2 separate regions of the Mus musculus genome follow, and region 2 is linked to region 1. The links are chromatin contacts, called in public HiChIP or PLAC-seq maps. All regions are on one chromosome and are shown on one strand. The core of a region is the stretch at or near the end of the contact, and the rest is flanking DNA. Distances in the headings are between cores, read along the strand shown. Region 1 holds the start of Lilr4b (leukocyte immunoglobulin-like receptor, subfamily B, member 4B). Region 2 overlaps Gm40645 (a long non-coding RNA gene).

Region 1 (5,896 bases), core at 2,375-4,874:
ACAATCAGGTGGAAGTGAGGTCTATGGCAGCTGAGATGCTGTGTCTATTGACAAGAATTATCTCTTCTGGTGGTGTCTATCTCTGTGTGTTGGGTCTGGTGCTGTTGAAAGCACTTGTAAGTTGGCCTCTCTTTGAGCTGCATGAATTGAAAAAGCATCTGCTAGGAGGATGGGAAAGCTCCAACAATAGAAATTTTAAGTGGAAGAAAGGGACTGTTAAATTCCTTCCTATGACTATACTAATACTCTAGGAGATGGGAAATATTGCAATATCTCTGAATTTTATACATGTCTTGAGACTACATGTTTTCTCTGCCCAACACCTCCAGACATGCAAGGCACTCATGCTCTACTTACTAGCCTTATTTTTGTGACGACACTGGTATCCGATGAGGATGAGAAAAAGCAGGAGGAAGAAAAGCAGGAGGAATGACACCAGGACTCCAATCAAAATCTTCTGGTATGTTTCCAGTCCTTAGGAACAGTTGACATCAGGCATGACAGAAAGATATTGTTTACCTAGCACCTATTTTATGCTTGGCTCATTCATGGCCTCCAATGTCACAATCATTCAATGTGTAATTGTATGGTTTACCCAGTCAGTTATAGGTGAGAATATTAAAGCTCACAGAGACAAGTTCATTTGGCCCAGGTCATTTAGAATGAATATAAAAAGCCAGATGAGATGCTGAACTTAGTAGCCTCTGAACCAGTTTGAACTTAGTATTTGACTTCCAGACTTGTCCTCACTACATACAGTTCATAAGCTATTTGAGCATAAAAGTAGGTGACTGTCTAGCATTGGCTCTGAGTCTGCGGCAGTATACCCTGTACCCTGTGTCACCATCCTTGTGGCAAAGGAGATATGGTCATTTCAGAACTGGAACTCGATGGATGGGCCTCCTTCCTCACCTAGGATATCACCCCCAAGGAAAGCACTGGAAGTAAATTGAAGGTATTGGCAAACTTGTTCCTTTACACTAGCAGACATCAAGAAAAATACTCAGAAAAAGTCAGTTTTCTTCCTGTCTGAATATCAAAAGAACACCTTTATCTACCATTATTATTCAACAAAATTTGTTCAGGGAGATGGAGCCTAGGAAGAAAGTTTATCAGAAATTTCAGGAAGCCAAGCCATTAGAACATCTTGAAAAGGAGGACCTGAACTTTAGGTAGAAAGAGATACTGAGTTCTAAGCAATGTAAGGAACAAAGCATCTAAGTCGCAAATAAGTCCAGATCTCCTACTCTCTCAACTTCAGAGAAGGATTCACCAATTCATAATGATCTCAAATATTGTTATACCCACCTGCTAGAAGAGCCCGCACTTACCATCTTCAGTGGGTGTACAGGACTGTTCCTTGGTTTCTGCCAGAGGTTGATGGAGAGATGAACATTAGAGTTCACAACACTTTACTATGTCCTGTTTCTTTCTATCTCAATCTGGACACTAATTTCAAAAGGATATGACCCTGTTGCAGACAAGGTTTTGTGACTCCGAGTTCTTGGATCTCTTTGAAGATCACAGCTCATCCCATCAATCCTATACAAAGTATATCATTGAACATTTGGAAAGGAGAGAGACTATGAGGGACTCAGAACTGCCACACTGAATCTGGGCAACACGTGTGCTAAAAGTCTCCAGTGTCCAGTTATTAACATGAGCCTGGGCACATGATTTTAGGAAATAAAAACAAGAGGAAAATAGGCAGTGTCTGCCACTGAAGATGGTTCTCACTAGATTTTTGCTAACTTGATACAAGCTAGAAAAATCTGGAAAGAGGCAGCTGCAATAGAGAAAATACATCTATGTCTATGGAAATATTTTCCTGATTTATTGATCTACAAGATCCCAGACCACTCTGGTTTATTCTAATCCTAAATGGATTAGACCTTGATGGTGTAAGAAAGCAATACTGCAAGCCACTATCAAGTAAACTTGTGAGCAGTGCTCCTTTAAGATCCCTACTTCAATTCTTGCTTGCATGCCTACATTTCATTACCTTCTTGATGCTCCATGCAAAGTTAGATGAAATCAATCCTTTTCTCACTAAGTTACTTTATTTATATCATGGTGTTTTTACAACAAAAATAGGAATATAACTAGTACAGAGACATTATCTGATCACTTCATCAACTGTGTGTCTCTCTCAAAGGTCTCTGCTAAATTACAATGAGTCAAGGAAAAAGGCATTTGGACCAGGGGATTCTGACTGCAACTCCTGTATCAAGGGGTGAATGTCTTTTGAACTGAACAGTATTTTTAACCACAGTGCTCCCTCCCTCTTATTCTAAGCCATAGATCATCTTAGGAAAAAGACCCAAGTGACCCAACACACTAAGTGATTATGGGTGGAAGGTGCTTACCTGAGATCATGAGGTCTAGGGAGTTACTTGGTTTTGACCACACCTGTGGTTCATTTCTAAAGAAGCCATAGCATCTGAATGTTCCATTGTGGTTGGGAGCAACAGCATCCAGAACAAAAGTAGCATGGGTTGGCTGATTGGCCTGATGCTGTGAGTCCAGGGTCCACGAGAGGCCATGCTTTCCTTCCTGTATCAGAATGAATCTGCCAAATAGTGTGGATGAGCTGCACTTAAAGGATATGGAAACTCCAGAGGTCACATTAGAGCTGGGATAGACTGACAGGCTGGGATTTTCATATGCTCCTAGAATACAAGGGGCAGTGTGTGAAATGAACATGAGTTACCCACATTGTCCTCCAGGATTGGACTCTGAGAGAAGAGCTCCTGGAAAATAGACCTCCTTCTGAGGAGAGAGCCTGTACATGGTTCCCTGATGTCCTCTCACCTGTCATCACCAGCTCCATGGCATCACTGTGCTCTGAGAAGCCAGCAGCACTCTTATAGTAACAGTTATATATGCCTGCATATGAGGCTGTCATAAATCGAATTTTGAACTTGGTCTTATTCCTGTTTTCCAGAGGGACTTCAGTGTCCCAAGGATTTACACTTTTCTCTTTATCCAGATAATAATACTGGGCCTCCCAGGAACCCCAACACCAGATAATCACAGATGTATACGCAGCGATCACAGAGCCTGGCTCAGCCCAGATGATGGGTTTTGGGAGGTGTCCTGTGAAGAAATCAAAAGCCCAGAACATCTTCCTTCAGACACTAGATCTTAGCACAGAACACACCCATGGAACAAGACATTAGCCCATAAATGTCAATCCCCCATCACCATTTTGAGGAATTTACACACTAGAAAGTAGATTAGAGGTTGTATCATCAGAGTGAAGAATCAAATTCTGGGATGGCTGGAGACACTCACCTGCCTGTACTGCAGTCCTGGGTTCCAGAATAAGAGCTGGAAAAAAAAAAAACAAAACCTTTTTCTCAAAGCTTTTTCACATTGAGAACCAGAGGGCATCCCCTAGGATGTCCATGTGAAATTAAACCTGGCTGTCGAATAGGTTCCCTTACAAACACAAGCATCCACTCCCCCTCATTATACCTCACCAAGGTATAGCAGCACTGTGAGCATGGCGATCATGGTGAGTCCAGGCAATGTTCGTAGCTGTTCTCTTGGGCCAGTCTGACAAATGTCTGTCCTGTAACATCAGATATGCAGTTGTCATCTTGAGGGCAGGTCCTTCCTGTCATGGGTTTTCTACATCATAGCTATTATGAGAAGGGAAACCTCTGTAATTTCCTAAGAGCAGATGACTGCGTAAACACTCATATCTCTCAAGTTCCTTCAGAGAAAAGCCACATCCTTTAGGACACATATCCTGGGGTTAAACACCTTTATATTTTAAACATTTATTTTACTTTTCACTCTCCCTTATCACATTCTCTGTCTTTCTCACTATTTCTCTCTCTCTCTCTCTCCCTCTCTCCCCCTCTCTCTCTCTCTCTCTCTCTCTCTCTCTCTCTCTCTCTCTCTCTCTCTCTCTCTGTGTGTATGTATGTGTGTGTGTGTGTATGTGTGTGTGTGTGTTATGTGTGCTATTCCACACTGCAACTCTGACATCCTGATTCTTCACAGAGGAGTTTTACTCACAGACTCAGTTTCTGTTCCATTCCTCAGCAGAAAAAGAGATAGTATGACACATGTGATATCTGGGATTGTAGTGCAGAGTAATGTGAAAACAAAGTAAAAGTGACTATATATTTTAAGTCTTATTTTACATTTTTATGCTGCTGGTTGGAGTTTTCTGCACACAGAGGAGGAGAATGTTTCCAAAAACATAAAAATGGCAAGAAGGTATATAATTAAGAGGATAAATATTTTGTCAAAGAAAGTTTTTATATACTCACAAATTAGTAATTGACACGTGATGAGTTTTTCTGTTCATGAGTATGTATATATGTGTATATGTGTATGAATTTGATATGATGATTATATGAAGCTAATGAAGTCAATAAGAACCCTAACAAACAAAATAATAGTATATGTAAAATATTTAGAATTATGATAGAAGACAATGAAAACCTAAAACACATTAAAACTGAGTCTGTCGTTTTGGCATAAAGATGGTAATGCCTGAAATAAGTGAAACAAAAAAAAATCTCAATAATAAAATATCTTTATTCCTAAAACATGTCTTCCGGATAAGTATTTGAAAAGTTGATGGAAAAAAAGGACTTCTGCAGAGAAAATCTTTTGTGTGGACCCTAAAGATGCCAAACACTTAGAAGAAGGAAAAATATGACAGATGTGAGGGCTGTGATCTGATGAAGGAATTGCACTGAGACGATAAAGTTTCACTCCTCAGGAAGAACTCTCTTCAGAGATGTATTGTTCAATGTGGCACATGTTATGTACAGTAACACCTATATAGCAATTAAGTGTTGAATTCACAAATCTAATGTTTTGCATATGTGTTGAGAGATATATCATCTTGAATTATTCCTTACACAATGTATATCTGTAATATACCTATTTTGTATCCCAGAAAATATTATTCCTGTTGTAACTTAAAAAACAAGTGAAATGTATAAATAATTTCAAAATATATGAATAGATAACAAAAGCATAGAGCAACACAAGGCCTAGAATAAATGAATCCTTGGAGAGATATTTTGTTGAATCCACTGACTGCATGTCTACCATATGATCAGTTAGTATGGGTGTGCTCCAGTGGATAAGTGTAGACAATAAATTCTCATTGTCTCTTTTCTCTTATCCATAAAAGGATTAATAAAACATCTAATTCCAAAAGTGTAACATGGGTGGGAGGACAAAAGTGTAAACTGAGACAGCAGGAAATATAGAATGAATTTCATCTTCAGTCATAGATGTCAATAGAGTAAATGTTTACACATGAGCTCCAGGGTAAACTCCCAGACAGAAATGAGCATTGTATCTGAGAGAGAAGCACAATATTTTAGTCCTGCACCGAGTACTGCTCTTGGCCCCACATGCCTTAACGTTGGGTCTTACCAATGGCTGTGCTAGCCACACACACCAAAACTTGCCATCATGATGCCCACAGGATAGAAATTTACTTATAGTACTTTTAGCTCCAAATTGAGAAGAACCAAATATTCTCTAGTAAAATCTAGAAACCATGAGCATTTCTTCCATCTATACCTTCCATCTTCCCTTGGAGGAAACCTACCAATACAGCCCTTTTTCTTTTTCAGTCATGTGGAATAGCCTGTCCACATTACCTACAGCAGAGGCCTCAGAAAGGTATCTGGGACACACAGCTTTCTTTTTCCATTTTGCCTATGCCTCTTTAGCTTCTTCTTTCTACCATAAAGACACATTCATTCATGCCTACCAACAAGCTTGCAGAGATGACCTTCTTAAGGGTCTATTGTAACAAACATTCTTCAAACTATGGTGCACTGTTTTACTAAAGGTAGTGTTAAATGTTTGCTGTTTAGGTTGGTTTTGCTAACTTTTCACAGCTGTAGGGCTGTAT
Region 2 (5,896 bases), core at 1,934-4,433, 40 kb before region 1:
TTTGGGAGAGCAGACCTCTTCCCAAGTATTACAGCTTGTAGGACAGAAGGCTCAGATGATGGAGTAGTTCTCGAACAACTTTATCCTTCCAGATAGGATTCTTATACACAGTTTTGGGGTGGGTCAGTGACTGACAACAGGTATTTCTCATTGGCTTAGTCTAAGAACTTGGGGAAACCTTATTTGCATGTGGGAGGGATAGCTGCTGCTTCTGATGGCCACACACACTGATGGCCACACACCTCTCTGTGCGGATGGGGGAGCTGTGGGAGGCTGTAGCTTTGACAGGAGCCAGGGACCCAAGGGGCATGGCCGAACACCTGACTTCCCTTACAGGCAAAAGTCACCTGCTGGGTCTCTGGGGTTCTAAGCCTGAGCTCGACTGGAGACCATACTGCCTGTGCAAGCTTATAGCCCCACACTTATTCTCAATGATTTCTTTTCACTCTTGTGTCCTGGCCTCTGATTTCTCCAACGATTCCTCCACATTCTTTCTCCAATTGCCTGTCATGTGTTTGGCCCCCCAGTGAGGGCAGTGAATCCCTGCATTTCCATGAATCTCACATGAAGTAGCTCACTCTGCTGGTGGAGAAACCCATGCACTCTGCTGCACTGTGGAACAGGTCAGCCTGGCCAATGAAGAAAACTGTGGTGCTGCCTCTCAGTCCAGGACATTGGGGGTGCGTGGACCACACTCAGTGTTTACTTCCAAGGTGAACTTTCTGTAATTTCCAAATGAGACTCTTATTTTAAAAGTCCTTCAAATATAAAGGTCATGTAACTTCTTTTTAAAGATTAATTCATGGTTGTAACTTTGGAATATAGCATATTGTGGCTGTTGTCTTTGTTTAATGGCATTCTCTTTGGTCTGTTATTGACAACCCTTAAATTCTTACAGATTTGATAATGGACTGCTGCAGGAACACTAGATAATCTGCTCACTTTCTGTCTTTAGGCTATTCCAGTGCCACACACTTGCCATGATTTGTGCATGCTGCATACAAGGGCTGTGTGGTGTTACCTCACCTTCTTACTCTGCAGCATTCCCATGGGTGGTGGAATGTGGGTGTCCTGGCCTCCTTGGGGCTGGGATGGTCTGTGTCTGTTGGGATCAACCACTTTCTCAGTGGGGGGGGGAGGTCTTTTGTAGAAGTATAGTTGGTTGAGTCCAGTGAATCTTCAGATATCTGGGCTCATTGCTGCAGGAGAGACTTTGTGGGTGGCTGAGCTGTTGGTAATCTCTAGTTTTGAGTCTTTTTGAGCTCCCAGGAGTCTGTTTGTTTTTGCCTGGCTCAGTGCTGCTGACTGATTCAGGAATATGGGCAGTATAATTTGTGCCAGTTTACCTCACATGCCATGCCAGGTAGTTAGTAAAATGGTCCCTTGGCACCTTACAAGGGCCATTCCAGTAGCCCCTGCTGTTACTGACATTTGTTCTGCTGTGTCATTTCCCCTACCCACCCACCTCCTGACTCTAGTGCCCCCTCAATGTTCTTAGATGAGTGTCCCTTGGGGCCCTAATGGTTTACTTTGAAAAAATTAGGGTCTTCATAGTAGGCCTGAGCCTCCTGGATACAGTCACTAGGAATAATGGAATAAGACCGAGGTTCTAGTTGTTGGCCTGATTAAGAGACACAGCCAGGGGCATTTGTGTTGTGTTGCTAGAGGATGAAATCCATAGACCTGGCAAGATGGACAAGAGTGAAAGCATTTGCCAAGAATGTTTTCATTAATCACGGATGTGAGTCGGAGGTTTGAAGACTCTCATCCTTGTGGTCATAGTACCAACCACAAATGATGCCAACTAGCTATGCAATGGCATTATTCCTATGACCTGCAGCACAACTTACTGTAAAGCAAAGTCTTTGGTGTCTAAGAGAAGTGTGGGTGTAAAGCTGAAACTTAAAGGAATTGATGGAAGTGCACCAGCAGAAGTGGAGCCTGTGGCTTATTTTGACTCAACACAGGAAACCTCACCCAGCCTGGACACAGACAGGATTGACAGATAATAGCTCTTTCTCAATACCATAGATGGTGGATCATGGTCATTCTTAGTTGGTAGAGTGATTCCTCTGGTTAATTCCAATGAGGATTTAGATTCTGTAATGCTAACAAGTTATGATACCCCCCAAGCAGTCAGCATCCCCCAACATTTTGAGGTACAAGTGGCATTCAGCTGCCTGAGGTTGAGCAATTACAGGTCAGTGATGCTGTTAGATATCTTGGGCTGCACACCCATAACACTGACTGGCTCAGTATGTGCTTACCCTATGCTGACAGGCATGGGTAACCCGGTTGAACCCTGTTTGTGATGGGAATTCGGGATTGCAATCTTCCCCATAAAGGAGGAATTCCCAGTAAATGCCAGTTAATAGCTTGTGTTGACTAAGTCCCTGCCATTTGTACACACTGCCCATCCCTACTACTGAATGGATGGCTTAGAGAGGGCCTCAGATCAGCCCCACCAGGTTGTCTGGTGAAACCATGTTGGCATGTCCTTGGTAAGGAGGGGCACTAGCTGGTGGGGTGGCAGCTGCTGCTGCTGCTGCACTGACTGCAGTGTGCATGTAGTAAAGAGAGAGACAGCAGCATGGGAGATGAGAGGGTATTGTTTTTGTGTGGCTGGTAGTGAATTTGGATGTGGTGGTCACCTATAGGCTTTTTAGGTCTCTTGAAGTATGAAGCTTGATGCTGCCTCCATCCTTCTTCCTCGAATCATGCTGGCTCTCCCTCAGCAAAGTACTGCCTCTCCCTCCAGGAAGATTGTTCCACAACCAGAGCATGCAAGGTAGGCCAGGCTCATGCTGTGGTTGGGCCTTTCTCATGGCTTTCTCTGTCATGTATGACTGGGGGTTGCCTAGTCCAGCACTCGCCTGTAGGATGTGTTCGTGCATCCCTCGATGCATAGGTTTCCCGGGAGGATCGTGAAAGGCTGAGTGTGTTTTGTTCCCAATTCTAAGAAGGGGCAAAGTGTCCACACTTTGGTCTTCGTTCTTCTTGAGTTCATGCGTTTAACAAATTGTATCTTATATCTTGGGTATCCTAGGTTTTGGGCTAATATCCACTTATCAGTGAGTACATATTGTGTGAGTTCCTTTGTGATTGTGTTACCTCACTCAGGATGATACCCTCCAGGTCCATCCATTTGCCTAGGAATTTCATAAATTCATTCTTTTTAATAGCTGAGTAGTACTCCATCCATGTAGCTGTTTTGTTCTCTCTCAAATTCACTTTTATTTTTAAAAGTTTACATATCTAGGTACATATTTCTAAATATATAAATGCAGTCTGCTTAATTTGTATAATGTTATTTATATGTCTATATTATAGAGCTGACCACATTTCTAGGAGATGCAATCTCATACCACACTTCCTGTTCCTCTGGTTCTTAGAATCCTTCTTCCCCTTATTGCATGATGATCTCTGAGCATTAGTTGCAAAAGAGTGTTAGATCCAGATGGATGCCCTGGATCTGGGCATCACATGATCACTGTTCTTTACTTTTACAGGTTTCAGTTTGTGTAATGTGCTTGTCTGTGGTGAATACACACACACACACACACACACACACACACACACACACACACACACACACACACAACACCAAAACACCTGCAGGCTCTGTGCATGCTGCTCTCCTGTCTCTGTGAGTTCCTGTGAGCTTTAATTGTGTTTTCATAGCAATGGTTCTCACCCTCTGGGTCACTACCTCTTTGGGGGACACATGACATTTTCACATGGGTCACATATCAGATATCCTGCATAACGGAGAATTACCTTATAATCTGTGACAGAATCAAAACTACAGTTATGAAATAGCAACAAAAATAATTTTATGGTTGGGGGGTCACCAAAAGATGATGAAATGTGATAAAGGGTCCCAGCATTAGAAAAGCTGAGAACCAGTGGTTTAGAGCATCTTGTTCAGGTGTTGATCTCCATTCCCTCAGGCTCGTAGACCCTTTTTGGCTCCTTTACCTCTGGGTTCACTGAGCTGTAAGGGGGTGGGTTTGAGGAAGGGATCTGTTTAGGAATGAATGCTCAGGTACTTACTCATGTGCATATAAAGAATGTCATTAGGAGTCATTTTTATTGCTACTTTTCAGTTTTCAAAGTACAATGTTTTTTTACACTATAATCCTAGTATACCTTGTGTCTGGTTCTCGGCCACCCAAGTGCTGTTGAGGACAGGTTCTGTCTTATGTAGTGGGCTTTAATTCAGCTGTGATTTCAGTTGGTTACTCTCACAACCTTTTGCCGCCACTGACCTTGCAGATATTGTAGGCATGACTCCAATGTAGATTGAAGACTTTGTGGCTGGGCTGGTGCTTATGTTTCTCTTTTGGTGGCATGCAAAGTAACTTTTTGTATCAAAGATGCCAGATTCCATTTACCTATGTATTTTGTGATGCCTCACTATATAATGGTCTAGTAATATTTCATTGTGTAAATATTTTGTTTATCAACTCTTTTTGTTGAGGAATGTATGTATTTGTTTACAAATTGTAGTTATGATGAACAGAACAGCAGTGAATATGTTTGTGCACTGGTGTGAATTCTCTGTGTAGTCGGCAGATCCAATTTTCCATTTTCAGTGTGTTGAGTTGTCTTTTGCAATAGGACCTTGCTGTCAGTTGGTGGAGAGTAGCACAGTCTTGGTGACAGCCTGAGTTGTTTGGAGATCTCCATGGGACCAGTGTGGACGCCATCTCTGTTAAGATGTAACCTGTTCTTAGGACTCGAAACTTATTTTTGTGAGAAGAGATAGCCTGTTAGAAATCTGTCTCCTCCAATATAAGGTCATTTTATTTACATTACCTTCATATATTATGTATTTTAGGAAGCTACTACTCCACTAGTTTTCTGTACTGCCCCTTAAATGGCCCTTATTTTTAGCCGCCTCTCCCCAAATATCTCCCCATATTTTCCCTTCCATCTCCCTCCTCACTTGAACCTTCAGGTTTAGCCCCCTCCATTTATCCAATACTTCTTATTCTATCTATTGTTCATAGCAAGATATATATATATATCTGATACTGCTCCTCTAGTTTATACCTACCCTCTGGAGATTCATGAATTTTAGTTTTGCATCATTTACTAAAGAGCTAATGTCCACATATAAGCAAATGCATACCATACCGGTCTTTCTGGGTTTGGGCTGTTTCACTTAGAATGATTTTTTTTTTCTGTTCCATCCATTTACCTGTGTATTTTGGGATGCCCCCTATATAATGGTCTAGCAATATTTCATTATGTAAACATTTTCTTATCAACTCTTTTTGTTGAGGAACATATGTACTGTTTACAAATTGTAGCTATGATGAACAGAACAGCAGTAAATAGGTTTGTACTAATATCTCTTTGGTAGGATGAAATATCCTTTGTGTATATCCCAGGCATGATGTAATTGTATTTTGTGGTATATTGTTTCCCATTTTCCTGAGGAATAACACACTAATTTCCATAGTGGCTGTACAAGTTTTCACTCCTACCAAAAATGGTTGAGAGTTTCCTTAGATTCACTTCCCTGTGAGAATGGGCTGTCACTTGTCATTTATTCATCTTAGCCATTGTGACACTTCTAAGAGGAAATCTTACTAAATAACTGATTTTCATTTCCCTGATTGATAAGTATATTGACATGTGTTTAGTGTTTTTCAGCTATTTGAACTAACTCTTTTGAGAATTCTGCTTATGTCTGTAAACCATTTTATGCTAGAGTTAATTTTTTTCTTTCATATCTACTTTTGTGAGTTCTTTATATGCTTGGGCTAAGTGGAGGTGGTAATAATTGTTTCCTATTTTGCAGACTGCAACATTGTCTGAATGACAGTGTGCATTTCCTTGCTGAGGCTTCTTAGTTTCATGAGATCTCATTTATTTATTGTTGATCTTA

The links. HiChIP or PLAC-seq counts read pairs in DNA pulled down with a chosen protein or histone mark.
Region 2: a BATF HiChIP or PLAC-seq map of CD8 T cells shows a contact between it and region 1, with 8 read pairs. The contact joins the enhancer-like site here to the promoter of Lilr4b in region 1. A contact is called at or near these places in 1 of 39 promoter capture datasets (macrophages), 1 of 15 datasets of contacts at CTCF or cohesin (CD8 T cells), 3 of 484 Hi-C or Micro-C datasets (bone marrow-derived macrophages and macrophages), 3 of 115 datasets of contacts at active chromatin or transcription factors (CD8 T cells, the HPC-7 cell line and bone marrow-derived dendritic cells) and 3 of 9 other capture datasets (adipose tissue, liver and macrophages).

The regions. Positions count from the first base shown.
Region 1 is chr10:51,478,340-51,484,235 of GRCm38.p6, reverse strand. Lilr4b (leukocyte immunoglobulin-like receptor, subfamily B, member 4B) reads right to left here and starts at 3,624. Exons shown (of 9, transcript NM_008147.2): 1 at 3,483-3,624; 2 at 3,295-3,330; 3 at 2,812-3,096; 4 at 2,367-2,669; 5 at 1,332-1,367; 6 at 358-474. The coding sequence starts at 3,516.
Region 2 is chr10:51,517,733-51,523,628 of GRCm38.p6, reverse strand. Gm40645 (a long non-coding RNA gene) reads left to right here. Exons shown (of 3, transcript XR_871642.2): 3 at 2,667-3,607. Among named protein-coding and RNA genes, the nearest start is that of Gm40645, 5.6 kb to the left of the region's middle. Within about 2 kb of position 3,183, at least 32 of the 459 cell types and tissues checked have an H3K27ac peak or open chromatin away from gene starts, as enhancers often do. A contact at or near this core is called in CD8 T cells and bone marrow-derived macrophages, where this site is marked.